Regions from separate parts of the Zea mays genome. Here regions 1 and 2 are each linked to region 3. The links are chromatin contacts, called in public Hi-C maps. All regions are on one chromosome and are shown on one strand. Each heading gives the region's core, a stretch centred on a gene start, on an enhancer-like site or on the middle of the called end of the contact. The rest is flanking DNA. Distances are from core to core; before and after follow the strand shown.

What was found. Hi-C and Micro-C count contacts between places; a contact is called where the count stands out from the background.
Region 1: a contact with region 3 is called in a Hi-C map of leaf, with 5 times the contacts expected there. The contact joins the enhancer-like site here to the promoter of LOC103644129 in region 3. A contact is called at or near these places in 4 of 25 Hi-C or Micro-C datasets (ear, endosperm, leaf and 1 more).
Region 2: a contact with region 3 is called in a Hi-C map of ear, with 1.7 times the contacts expected there. The contact joins the promoter of LOC100274056 here to the promoter of LOC103644129 in region 3. A contact is called at or near these places in 2 of 25 Hi-C or Micro-C datasets (ear and tassel).

Annotation. Positions count from the first base shown.
Region 1 is chr1:290,917,506-290,921,747 of Zm-B73-REFERENCE-NAM-5.0, forward strand. No RefSeq gene overlaps it. Among protein-coding and RNA genes, the nearest start is that of LOC103645671, 19 kb to the right of the region's middle. Within about 2 kb of position 2,261, at least 20 of the 20 cell types and tissues checked have an H3K27ac peak or open chromatin away from gene starts, as enhancers often do. A contact at or near this core is called in ear, endosperm, leaf and 1 more, where this site is marked.
Region 2 is chr1:290,800,978-290,805,828 of Zm-B73-REFERENCE-NAM-5.0, forward strand. LOC100274056 reads right to left here and starts at 3,077. Exons shown (of 11, transcript NM_001353087.1): 1 at 2,748-3,077; 2 at 2,109-2,297; 3 at 1,934-1,987; 4 at 1,479-1,589; 5 at 1,307-1,369; 6 at 983-1,237; 7 at 704-850; 8 at 600-627; 9 at 443-513; 10 at 212-271; 11 at 1-102. The coding sequence starts at 2,996. The coding sequence ends at 34.
Region 3 is chr1:291,254,042-291,258,539 of Zm-B73-REFERENCE-NAM-5.0, forward strand. It overlaps LOC103644129, which reads right to left and starts at 1,453. Exons shown (of 1, transcript XM_008667326.3): 1 at 498-1,453. The coding sequence starts at 1,340. The coding sequence ends at 708.

The DNA.
Region 1 (4,242 bases), core at 1,011-3,510, 340 kb before region 3:
AATCAGGCACTAAAAAGCGAGATATGGATGTGACAGAAAGACCGCTTATTTTGCTCGGGCCTGTTTGTTCAGCTTTGTTTTGAGGATTTTTTGAGAACCTGGCTATGAAATCTGGCCGTCAGGAGAATCTGATTATCAAGAAGATTACGCGTAGAGGAAGATGAAATAATAAGATTTGGAATCTAGAATGTGATGGATTCTACTATCGCGACAACTTGATTGATTCAATGTTTACGTTGATTTTAGACGATTTTAAATTAAACGATTATAAAAATACAGACAACAAAGCTAAGTGTTTTAATCGACAACAGTTTGGATGGTGAGAAGTTAGGAAAAGGCCGAAACAAAGACCGCATATTTGAAGTTTGAACTACGCTCGAGTCGAGAGGTATCGTCTCTTTGCAGCTGTCGTCCTAGGTTGCCAGCCCAGCTCACAATCCGGCTAGCCGCCGGGACAATAGGGCTCACTTGTCATCGAACTATTATGTGCCTTGCTACCTACCAAACAAAGAGCAAATTCAAATCCAGCAAGACCAACACGAACACAAGCAGCGCTCTCTTCACGCCTCCTTTCGTAGGGATGAAAACGGGTCGGGTATACCCGTCGGGTACCAGATATAGGTAGTACAAATACCCGTTTTTCGGATACAGATTCGGGTAGTTTTATATTCGGGATGGACACGTGTAATACCCGGATACTGTAGCTTCGGATTCGGGTCGGATACGGAGCGAGCACTACCCGGAAAATACCCGGATATTCGGGTCGGAGACGGGTACCCGTTTTTTCTTTTTCAGCATAATATAGTTATAAAATCATAACTTTTACATATGAAATCGGATGAAGATAAAGTTTATATAAAAATTGTAGAGCTTGAAGAGATCTATAACTTTGTAATACATCAATTTTTTGTTTAAACGTATCTTTTAGACCAAAATCAATGAAATAATGTCCAAATTTATATCAAATTAATAGACTTTATCATTTTTATGTGGGGCTTAAGGTTATCTCCACGTAGGAACTTAAGGTTATCTTTTTATAGACTATTTATTAGTATTGGTAACTTATTTGTATTTTTCGGTCGATACTACAATATTTTAAGGATTTCATTGTATTTTGATGATTTTCTATGACAAGAAATTAATAATACATAAATAGCCTCAAAAAATCGTGAAATTTTACGGAGACACAACATATGTCCATATATAACATCAGACAATTAATATTGCGCAAAAAATGATTATGTATTGCTTAACTTATGGATGGTTGGACAATTAATATCATCGGACGAACTACCCGACAATTATCCGGTACCTACCCGAGTAGTATCCATTATCCGTTTTTTACCCGTCCGGATTATTACCCAGTTCCGTTCTATATCCGTCCCGAATATTAACTACTCATATCCGGTCTCGTATCCGAGAGAAATACATTAGAATATGATACGGGATGACCTTATATACGGCTATATCCGTCTCGTTTTCATCCCTATTCCCTCCGTCTCGCGCGCCTCGCCTTCGGGTTCATGCTTTGGCCCAGCATGCTCCGTTCGTGTTCCCTCTTGTGGCCCGGCAAGCGCTTCCGGCCCAATTTGTACGGGTGGAACTTGGAGTTCTCATCCACCCGGAGTCGACCTTCCTGCGAGTCGCCCAATGCCCAATGAACTTTCCGTGCGATGCTGCCGCTGCCGCCTGACGTGTGTTGTGTGCAGGTGCAGCGGTCAGGAAATCAGGCACCGCGTCCGCCGTGGATGTGTGGATAAGGAAGGACGAGAGGTCGGGACGTGGTCCGTGTCCCCAAGTCGGAACGAGCCGAGACGTGCGTGCAGGTGTGCGCCGTCGACTCCAGTGGACCAATCCGGTCGTGGCCGTGGCATATGCCGCTTAATCGCTTGCACGCCAACGCCGATGCGCTGGCGGACGTCGACCCACCGTCCCGTGGCCGTGGCAGGCGTGGATGCCTCACCCTCATGCCTGGGTGGCGGACATGGACGACTCTCGGTTTGTTTTCTGCCATCCGTTTCCGTCGATCTCTATTGCGTGGAAGTAGTAGTCGCCTAGTGTTGTTCTCTGCAAACAAAGCGAACAAAAAAAGGGATTTTCTGCGTTTATACGAGCATCTCCGAGAGTTCAAAACACTCTTCCGATCTTTAACTTCTGTCAAGATTTTTTTAAAAAAAACATAACTTTGAATAAAGCTTCTCCGACACTCACGTGCGCAGTCACGGCCGGCCCGCGTGTCCGGCCCTCTCGTCACCTTCTCCAGCGTCGAGCACGTGGGTTCCTCGTGACCATATCGAGCAATGAAGGCAGCGACTGTGTCCAACTGAGAAGCTGGAATCTACAGTTTCTCGCTGTGCCGGATCCATCGGTACCTTGTAACTGGATTCTCCCCTTTTATTATTTATCATTATTATATGCAGATGATTGGCGTCGCTCATTTGCTTCTTCTCGCCGATGAGTACAATCAGCACTACTACACCATCCGCCATCAGATGCATTACTATTCTTAGTTGAATGATTCTGATCACGTCGCCATCATCCCCACGCGAGGACACCAAGTCGATCGCCTTTTCTTGTCTACTCCCCCATAGGCGAGTTGACTTTTGCCGCTGAATCCTTGATCCAGTCGGCGTCAACAGTTCTCGACTCCTCCTTGCCCAAGTTTCCCAATTCCATCTCTCGAGAGAAAACGTCGTGCAGCGCAACTGGGTCACCCTTCTCTTCGACTTCTCGAGGCGCCCTTTTCGCCCTCTTGTTGTCGGAGTCGCACGCGGGATTCCCCCTTCTTTTCCCCTCCTCATTTCTCGGGATCAGCGAGCCTAGGCCTAGCTGAGGTGTTGGCGCCAGCCAGCATGAAGTACAAGAAGAGCCGCGACGCCACGGGCCTCGGGTCCAACAGCGACGGCGGCTGGCAGAAAGGCGGTGGCGATGTGCCGCCGAGCATCCAGCTGGACATCATGGAGCACCGTGGCGCCGCCGCCACAACCGGGCTCGGGACCGGAGGCACCGCCGACTCGGCGTCCTTCTTCGAGTCGTGGCGTGAGCGGACGCCGGGCAGCAGCGGAAGCGGGCGCGGCAGCTCCGGAGGGGGCGACGGCCGGGAGCCGCCCGAGAAGCGGCTCGCGCTATTCGCCCTCCGGCGGGCCGTGTTTGAGAAAGCGGCAAGCGACTTCTGTTGAGTTTGTGATCCAAATTCTGAAGAAGGCGACCAAGTTGGCGAGCGAAGCGGAGGCCCGTCGCCGGGAGGCCTGGGCCATACAGATCGTTTCCCTACTCATTTTAGGGTTTCACCTCTATAAATATCTTTGTAAGCCGTAGGAGATAATTATCTCAATTGTAAATCTCCTGCGATCTATAACCACCCGAAAATAGTGAAAAGTTGCTGGCCGGCGCCCGTGGTTTTTCCCCTTCGCTTTAGAGGGGTTTTCCACGTTAAATCTGTGTCTTCTCTGTGATTGATTCCCTTTGTGTCGTATTCATTTATAACAAATGGTATCAGAGCTTTGGTTGTTTGGTGATCGGTGTGCTAGGGTTTCCTGCCGGCACACGGATGTCGACGACAATGAAGTACGATCTTCCGCTGCTGGATCTCGACACGCGTTTCTCGCTGTGGCAGGTGAAGATACGGGCGATTCTCTCGAAGTTTGATCGTGACCTAGATGATGCCCTAGATGGATTTGGCAACAAGGACGCCAGGACATGGACTGATGAGGAGAGGCGCAAGGATCGTAAGGCGCTCACACATATTCACCTTCATCTGTCTAACAATATCCTGCAGGAGGTTCTGGCGGAGAAAACCGCCGCTGCTCTCTGGTTGAAGCTGGAGTCGATCTGTATGTCAAAGGATCTGACCAGCAAGATGCATGTCAAAATGAAGTTGTTCTCCCACAAGTTGCAGGAAGGAGGCTCCGTTCTGACGCACATATCAGTGTTTAAGGAGATCGTGGCCGATCTGACGTCTATGGAGGTAAAGTTTGATGATGAAGACCTAGCTCTTCTTCTCCTGTGTTCCCTCCCTGCATCGTTTAGCAATTTTCGAGATACCATCCTATACAATCGTGATACTCTAACCATGGCTGAAGTGTATGAAGCTTTGACTGCGAAAGAAAAGATGAGATAGATGGTTAACTCGAAAGATGTTGCTGGCTCGAGTGGAGAAGCTTTGTATGTCCGTGGCCGCACTGAGCAAAAAAAGTCCAACTCAGGTGGCAAAGGAAAGGAAAGAACCAGAGGGGTCGCTCC
Region 2 (4,851 bases), core at 1,827-4,326, 450 kb before region 3:
CGGTGTTTTTGAAGCCTTTTGCTACTATTGCTGTCACACGTTGAATCTGAAAAGCATGACATCTCCTTCCTGCACAACATAATCCTTCCCTTCCAACCTCAGCTGCAGTCAGAGTGCCAGATTAAATGATAACAAGACAGAAAAAAAAGATATTTTTAACTGCATGTTTCAAATCACTGAATGTAAGGTGTAGCAACGCAAATATCTTTACCAGCCCTTTCTCCCTTGCTACTCCAAGAGAACCAGCTGCAACAAAATCATCATAGGATACCTGAGGTATGGTAGTATTCATTGTACAATTAGTAAATATCAAACAAAAAAAACATTTAACGGTATATCCAAATTCCATAGAGGTGAATCATTGCCATTTGTATATCATAGCATGTAAACTGAAATCTGAAATTTGGTCATTCAATTCTCATCGTTTTGTACATAAGCTTACAGTTTCAGCTCTGATGAATCCTTTCTGGAAGTCACTATGAATAACTCCAGCTGCTTGTGGCGCAGTCATGCCTACATGTAGAATCACATGCAGTAATAATGATAACGAAAACCTCTTCAAATATTACAGTACAAATAATTGTGAGGAAGAAGGAAACCTGAAAGAATAGTCCAAGCTTTTGTTTCCTAAAAGGACACAGTTATAGGTCTGTCAGTTTCTGTTAACTGCTTTGAAAAAACTTTGACAGCACGAAAGATGCACCTTGTCTCCGGTTGTGAAATAAGTTCTTAACCCCAATAGATTATATGTTGCTTTTACCAAATTTCCTAGTCCACTTTCAGCAACACCAAGAGATTTTAAATATTCTACTCTCTCTTCTAGAGGTAGCTCGGCGAGTTCAGCTTCAACCTGTTTATGCATTCCATGATTTTGTTAGCATAGGTGGAATACATATGGTTAGGCAATATAAAAATAAAATATTATTTCACAGAAATTTCTTCAAAAAGTTCTTGTAATTTCGATGTATAGTATACAACAAACCTGAGCTGATATTGTAACCATACCAGACTGCAAGTCTGATGCTGCTTTAGCCACCTCTTTGACATGAGAATTGCTATCAGGTTCAGCAAGATCAGATTCTGTCACATTAGCAACATAAATGACAGGTTTCATAGTTAGCAGATAAAGGTGTTTTATAGCTTCTTTCTCATGCTCAGCTAAATCGACCGATCTTGCAGGCTTTCCTTCCATAAGTGCCTGCTGAATTTTTTCCAATCCTGATTTCTCTGCTTGTTCCTAAGTAGTGAAAACAGTTAGAACATAGAACAAAAAGGTCATCAGAATGAAAGAATTCGTATGTATTACCTTCACTTTTACTTGGGTATCTTTCGTTTTACTCTTGTTAAGCTTATCTAGCCTCTTCTCTATCTACGGTATTATGCAAATGTCAGCAGTTGGACAGGATTACAGATAGCAAAGAAGTTTCTTTTGAAAATGCGTGATAGCATGACAAAGGGAAATCAGTTCACCAAATTACCTGTTCAAGGTCTGAAAATATCAGCTCTAGGTTAATGACATCAATGTCTGATCTGGGATCGACCTTGCCATTGACATGAACTATATCGTCATCCTCAAAGCATCGCACAACCTGAGAATCCAGTAAAAAAACAGATAATTAGTTATTCCTAGAACCTCAACAGCTAATATCTTATAAGAAGCTCATCCTATAAGATTTTGCTATCTCCAACACATAAGAAATGACAATGAAGCATCAGCAGTGAGTTGCAGTGCTGGATAAGGATAACAGAGTGGCTCCCAATTTTACTTCACATGTCGCATATCAATAAAATTGGACGAAAAAGGGATATCTGATGGAGAATTGTATTAGCCTGTAAAGTATAAAGATGCCAGCAGGATGGCGCACAGTAATTGACAGACACTGGAACTTGGCAAATATATGAGAGCTTAAGAGTACGGGTACAAGAAACCAACCTGAAGTATGGAATCCACTTCACGAATGTTTGAAAGGAATTGATTTCCTAGTCCCTGTTTTCAATTGCCAACCATAATACCATTATGTATAAACTAATCTGGAACCATCTCACATTTGCTCAGCGGAGTTGGAGGTATCCTGCAGGTTAATTGAAGACAATGGCAAAACTGGTACCTCTCCTTTGCTTGCTCCTTTGACTAGACCAGCAATGTCCACAAGCTCAATGGATGTTGGGACCGTCTGCTGGGACTTGCTTAATTTTGAGAGCACCTGCAAACGAGGATCAGGGATAGCCACCACACCAACGTTTGGGCTGATGGTGCAAAAGGGAAAGTTTGCAGCTTGTGCCTTCCCGTTTTCAACCTGAAAAATATTGATAACAGAACTAACATTAAATCATTCCTTGGAAGAACATGTCCTATGTATATCACATACATTTCTCCATTCGAAGCATTTTACTCAAGCAAGTCCAGAGGGCAACTTGCACAGCAGCAGAACTACACAAAAGAACAAGATATTATGTGAACTTTATCGACTCTACAAATTATACAAACCTACAGTGTCAGCCGTTCCACAAGAATATCTATGTGGCAAAATGTCGAACAGTTGGCGTCCACCGACATCCACCCAACATACAGGCTACAATTCCATCTTATACCGAGCTAATGAACGAATCCAGAAGAGCATATATAGAGCGGAAAATAACCTACACATTTCTGTCCCATCTAGATTCGCCGGTTATTACGAGTTCTTGACAACACGAATTCCTCCAAGGAACAGGAAGCAATGAAACAGGCAAGCTTAGTAACTCACAATGGCGTTGAAGAGGGTTGACTTGCCGACGTTAGGAAGCCCGACGATACCGGCGCGGAGGCTCATGCTAATCCGTGCCGCGCGGCCGGACGAGAACCGCCGGGTGCGGCAGGCCCGGCTCCAGCGCCAGTGCTGGTGCAGAGCCGACGAGCCGTACGGGGAGGGCAGGGTCGTCGCGGTCTGCGCCACCGCGGGCGCCCGCGTGAAGCCCGCGAACGCGGAGCCGAGCGCGCGCGACACCGTCGTCATGGGCAGCGCCGGAGAGTAGTTCGTGGGCGGCGCGGGAACACGGTTGGGCGTACGGTTGCCAGAGACAAGAGCTGCGGGATGGATAGATGAAATGGCACGTGACCCGCGCAGAACGCACGTGCAAGTAGGGGTGCCAATTAGGTAGGGATGAAAACCGACGGAAATCATTGAATCGCAAGACCATATATAAACTAAACAAACAGAATTTGAAGACTGCCAAAGAAGAGCAAAGGAGAAATCCTTGAAGAACCAGAAAGTTGAAGCCACTCTTGGGTGCCTAAATGACGAAATTCACGGTATCAACCAAGATGACACACATGATGATAACCCAACAACAAAAGCTTCACGAGAAAAAAAAAGACTCAAATCATTCATCTCCATTGACAACTTCCCCGCTATCAACAAACCTGCAGATGTTGCGATGGCCTTTAGACTACAAAATCAAGATGCTACCAACTTATGATGGCCAATCTGATCTATGATAATTTTTTATGAGTTTGTTATGGCAGTAAAAGAATAATTGCAAACAGCATAATTTTAAGGGAGATAACAAAGCCACGCTGGCAAAATCACTTGTTATGGCAGTAAAAGAATCAGCTCAGCAATGGTGTATCTTCTTTTAATTGTATAATGAAAGTAGCAAGTGAGCATAACTCAACTCATTTGGTAAAAAGTGTGGTTATACACCTAACCACCTAGGTTTAAAGTCTGTTTAATTGTTGTAATTTGTCAGGCCTGGTATTTGGTAAACTGTGGCTGTCACAAAAAAGTGTGCCGAGTAAAATCGATGCTAAAATTATGGTAAATTTTGATATGAAAACAAGTATATGACATGTGCAAGAGGATGCTAAGTGTGAGTGACGCGTCGTAAATGTGATGGTCAACCAAACAGCCGCCAAAAAAACTATGGCATTACCTTTAACGTGGCAAGTTTTGTTCGTGAACCAAACTGACCCTTAATTTCTTCCACGCCGTTATTTTCTTCTCGATAAAAAAATGACCTAGTTTCCCTTAGGTTGGTCACATTTTCTTTATTATCATACAGACTGATTTAACATAAACACGACATTTGGCGCACACACATAATAATTGTTTTCTTAGAGCAACTCCAAGAGTTTCCCTTTATTGCTCCTAAAACTTTATTTAGGATGAAAGATGTAAAAATATGGACTCCAACAACTTCTCTAATTCTTGCGAAAAAATAGAGGTATCTGAAAAAACTCCATCCTCCTCCCGCATATTTTCGTGTCTCCCATCCTCCCCAATCGTCTTCACGATTCACCCTACCCCGCATGCAACTCCATCAGCAAGCGCAAGCTCCAGAGAAGCGTGGACATTGATAATTCACCGGTCGCTGCTGGAGCACTCGATTATAGCCCTGTTTGTTTCGGCTTCTGGCAGCTTCTGGCCACCAAAAGCTGCTGCGGACTACCAAACACTCAGCTTTTCAGCCAACTTCTATAAAATTCGTTGGGGCAGAAATCATCCAAAATTAACATAAACACATGATCGGTTGAGTCGTTGTAATAGTAGGAATCCGTCACTTTCTAGATCCTGAGCCTTATTAATAACTTTATCTTCTCCACACGTAATCGTAATGATACTCAGATTCTCCCCGCAGCCAGATTCTCTCCACAGCTAGATTTTTAGAAAAGCTAGTCAGAAAAAAGATGAACCAAACAGGCCCTATGTGTGAGGCTTTTGAGGACTACGAGTCTACGACGTTTGTGCACCTCGTCAATCGTCATGGACATCACGCTAGGACGCAGAGCGCCCGGAGTCAAATGAGAGGGAGAAAGAAAGAGATCAACAACTAATGGACATGACAGTGATTGAATGGATGATATTCATAGAT
Region 3 (4,498 bases), core at 203-2,702:
GTGTGTGACTCCTGGAGGCTATATATGTGTTTGAAGATTGCAACTGAGCATCTCCACAAGATCTTTCAATTTAGGATAATTCAATAAAGAAATGTTATAGCAGGATCATCTAAAACATTTCTGTCGTATTTCTTGAAATGTGCTATCAGATGTCTGAAGTTGGGGAAATGTCTGAAGGAGCGTTCGATAGGGAGAAAACCGAGATACCAAAATGCTGCCAAGTTCCAGAACCAGGTTAGCCTTATTTGGGTTATTTGGGAATGATTTTAAGGTTTGGTTGGCCGCCTCACCGTCCACGCCACAGATTTTCCGCCATCGCTGTGGCGGCCAAATTGAGCGCCGCTGCTTAGGTAGGGTGTGGCAGCGTTAGCGCCATACCAAACATGCCCATATGGACTAGGATAGGAACGAACAGGCCCTCAAAATCCCCTCCAATGTAGATTGGAAGGAAACCGAACGAGCCCCTTACCAGTTCCACCAAAATGAACTCACAAGCATTAACATTAATAGGTATCATCGTAAATTCATAATACCGAGAGCATTTACTCTCTGTTACAATCAGATCATTTCCTTATTATTATTACAAATAGATAAAACCAGCACCAAAATTCGCAGAAAAACAATTCTGCCCAGAATGAACAAGGAGGAGAAGAGGCCAAGAAGGCAAGGCAAGCAACACGTGCTGATCGCTTCCCCACCTGACCTGGCTAATTGCAGAGCAAGAACCTGGTGAGCACGAGCACCCCGCAGGCGGCGGCGAAGAGCGCGAAGACGGCCAGGTCCCTAGTCTGCCACCTCCTGGGCCTGTCTGCTGCGCCCTTGGCCTCAGCGCGAAGGTTCTTGGCCCTGCGCAGTGTGTCCACCTCCTTGAGCAGGTCGAAGCGGAGGCCCTTGCGCTTGAGCTCGGAGACGCACCTGGCCAGGTACAGCGCATCCTCGCGCTCTCGCGCGAGGACGCGCTCCAGGACGGCCTCCGTGTCGGACTTGTACCACAGCGCCCAGAGCATGGTGAGCGAGGAGAGCAGCGAGACAAGGTAGGGGATCCACGACCGTCTGCATGCTGTTGTCGCTGCCGCCGAGGCAGCGGAGGAGGAGGAGGAGGAGAGGAAGAGGAGCAGCACGGAAGCGGCGTGGAAGGCGAAGAAGGCGCAGTAGAGGAAGGCGATCTCTTTGCGGGCGCCGTTGAGGCAGGCCTCCCATAGCGCCACGCGGCGCGCCAGCAGGTCCTCCTCCTTGACCCACTGCTTGAGCAGCAGCCGGTGCGTCTCGCTCGCCGCGATCTGGCTCAGCGGGTGTTGCTGTTGCGCCTCCGTCACGACGAGGGCGCCGGAGTCGGCCATGTGGGACGGCGGCGGTTTCGTCTCGTGCGCGTCCTAGTTCTGTTAGGATGGATGGACCGATGGAGGGAAGGGAGTTTATTTGGGGTACAAGTGCAACGATCGGGGGAGGGCGCGTGGGCTGAAAAAGGTTTGGGGAAAAAAGCCGAAAGCAAACGAGTTCGCGCACATGAGCGGCGCAACAGTCGGAATTTTCTCGGGCCGAATCATTCACGTTTCGTGGTGGCCGGTGGACCTACCTGGCACACATTAAGACTGGGTCACTGTGGACTGAGATTTTGGTCCACTAGTCAGTCTCAGTCCTGCAAGGGATCGGCCCACTAGACCGTCGGCAGTTCTCGGACTCGATATTTTTACGCAAAAAAAACATGTCAATCAATACTGCAATAGAGGATAGCGGCATGAATTTCATACCCCAGAAAAATGCTTCAAAAAGTCTTCACAACGCCCCAGTGGAGACACACTAAACACTATCCCGGTGGTGTCACTGTCCTTGGTCAATAAAAGGATCAAGTACTCTCATCGTTCTGGTGTAGTGAACCGCTCACAAAAGTGTGCTGTGTCAAATATTTTTTGTGATCCCAGTTACCTAGTGTACTTGTACACCAGACATAAAAGTTACAATAAGGGTGACAACAATCATGCTGTAGGCGGGCGCTCAGTCACATTGGACATTTGTGTAATGCATCTAAACGACACTACTACAAAAGGCTAGCTGCATAGGAGCTAGAATTTTGTGAAACAACACAAGACCTTATAACTCTAATCCGAGTTCATACAACGTGCCAACAAAAATGATCGTATTGCTACAGGAATCAAATGCAGCAGCTTCCAACCTGAGTAAAATGTCCATGTGCAATCCACACTCACTATATTATACTATAATGAGTAAAATATTGTTGTAATGAATGTTCAACTCCACAATGGTTTGCTTATTAACCTAGCTTTGTCCAAGTATGGAACTCATTTCCAGTAATTTTTGGCTTGATTTTATTTGGTGGAGGCTCTATACCTTATTTTCCCCCTTTGGTGGCTCCCAACCCGAGTATGTCACTTATTAACATGAGAGTGTGGTGTTAGTGGAGATCGTGTTCCATTACTGCTTGTCAGGTTCACACCATAAATCATAATGATTACCCCTTTATATGATACACACAATGAAGGTATCCACTATTAGAAAAGTAGACATTTTTTGGATTAAAACTAGAATAGAGACCATGACCTCAAGACGATGGAGATAAGACCATTGTTATTGTGCCAAGTTGGCTTAATTAGTGGTGCTCCAAACATAGTTGTAGCAACAAGTGTAGGCTACCAGTTACCACAAAGGTGACCACATGAGTGATGAAATACCACTACCCGATCAATGATATTCTAAAAAAACATTGTGCAAGCTCAAGGTTCCCTATGACAGATAGATGAAGAAAGGACTTGTTCCCACATTTTCGTTTTCGATATACCCTGTTCCCGTTCTCGTACCGCAAAATAAATATGAAAATGAAAACAGTAGAGGTGTTTTACCGACCGCTTTGATCCTTATACCAAGCTCAATGAGATCAATGGTGGTGCACAATAATTACTCCCTTATGAACTAATGAGATTGCTAACCAAGCGAATTTCAACTTTCAAATCCCTCACTAGGTAATGATTCTTTCTCACACTCAATATGAGTATAAATGCATGAAGTGGGTCGAAGAAGATGGGTATATTTTCGCCCCCTACTACTTCAGGTAACTAAAAAGGTTGTTTTAAACATATATGTAACTATTGGGATCAACCTTTTCATGTATCAAGATTTCAAACTTGTAATGTTTGAATGGTGCAATCCTGACACTATGGCGCACTAGACTACATTTCTAATTTATCCATAATATGGACATGCAGTTATATTAGACTCTTTGGATACTCTAAAAAAGTGTACATTGACTTTGAAAGCATATTGAGCTTGCAAGTGATAGTACTTATTATTTTGTATTTAACATACATGTTAAATTTGTCGTTTACTCCTATGGTTTTTATACACTGCTTACAAGATGTACCTCGAGGATTCTAAATCCGTCGATCCAAGAAATGAGAAGAAGAAAGAACATGATTAACTGTTAGGCGTGACTTCCTGGTACGTATCAATGTTCGTATTTTGTATTATATCATGCATGCTATCTATAAGTTTTAATCGATTGCAACCACCCAGACACTATTATGTGGATACTATGCTTGTGAGGACCTGAGAGAATCTCACAAATTCAACATTAGGTACAAATAGCTAAGTAATGCACAAGTCTGGTGGACAATAGAATGTATCACCCAAATGCAAATATTGAGAACCGTAGGACATATGTGGAGTCATCTTGCACAAATGCGTGATGCATAAGTCCTAGTGGACAATAGAATGTATCACCTAGATGCAAATAATCAGAACCGTAGGACATATGTGGAGTCGTCTTGCACAAATGCGTGCATCAAAATGCAAAGTTCTTCAACAACACGAACTGACATTGGACAAGAAGTATGACAAGTTCAGACACTGGGAGAAGCTACCATTAGGTGATCACAAGATGCCTGGAGTGCAAAATATTACAAATCATATGTATATGGCATATAACTAGTATTGTTCACGTGAATAGCTTTTGTACTTAGTTTTTTTATATCTTCTAATTAAAAGATTTAATCACCGAACCAATTTTATATTTGTATTCCCTAAGATTTCTTTTGAGAAAACAAGACCACACATGCTATATATATTTTAATTTGTTATTACTCAGTTATTCTAATGGTTTACTGTAGCACCCCAAAAATTCAAATCTTGAAATTTTTCCAAACTCGCTCTAAATTCAAAATGAATTTTAAATTTCATTTTAAAATGTTTGTTTGCGAGTTGATCTCAACAAATAAAATATAGTGGTCTATATTCTCTCCAAAATTCTCCTCAAAATATCTTACAAATATTATTCCCAGTGATCCCCTCTGATTCTTTCCAGAAATACTGCCCAAATATTCCACCGATAATTCTCCAAATATTCTCCTCCTGTAAAATACCTTCAGAATCATTTTTAAAGTCTCCACAAATATTTTCTTCATAATTTTCCGCATGCTCATACGTATACGTACGCCTCCGGTGTCATACAGTGAGCTCTACAAGCTAATTTCACTTATACACGACT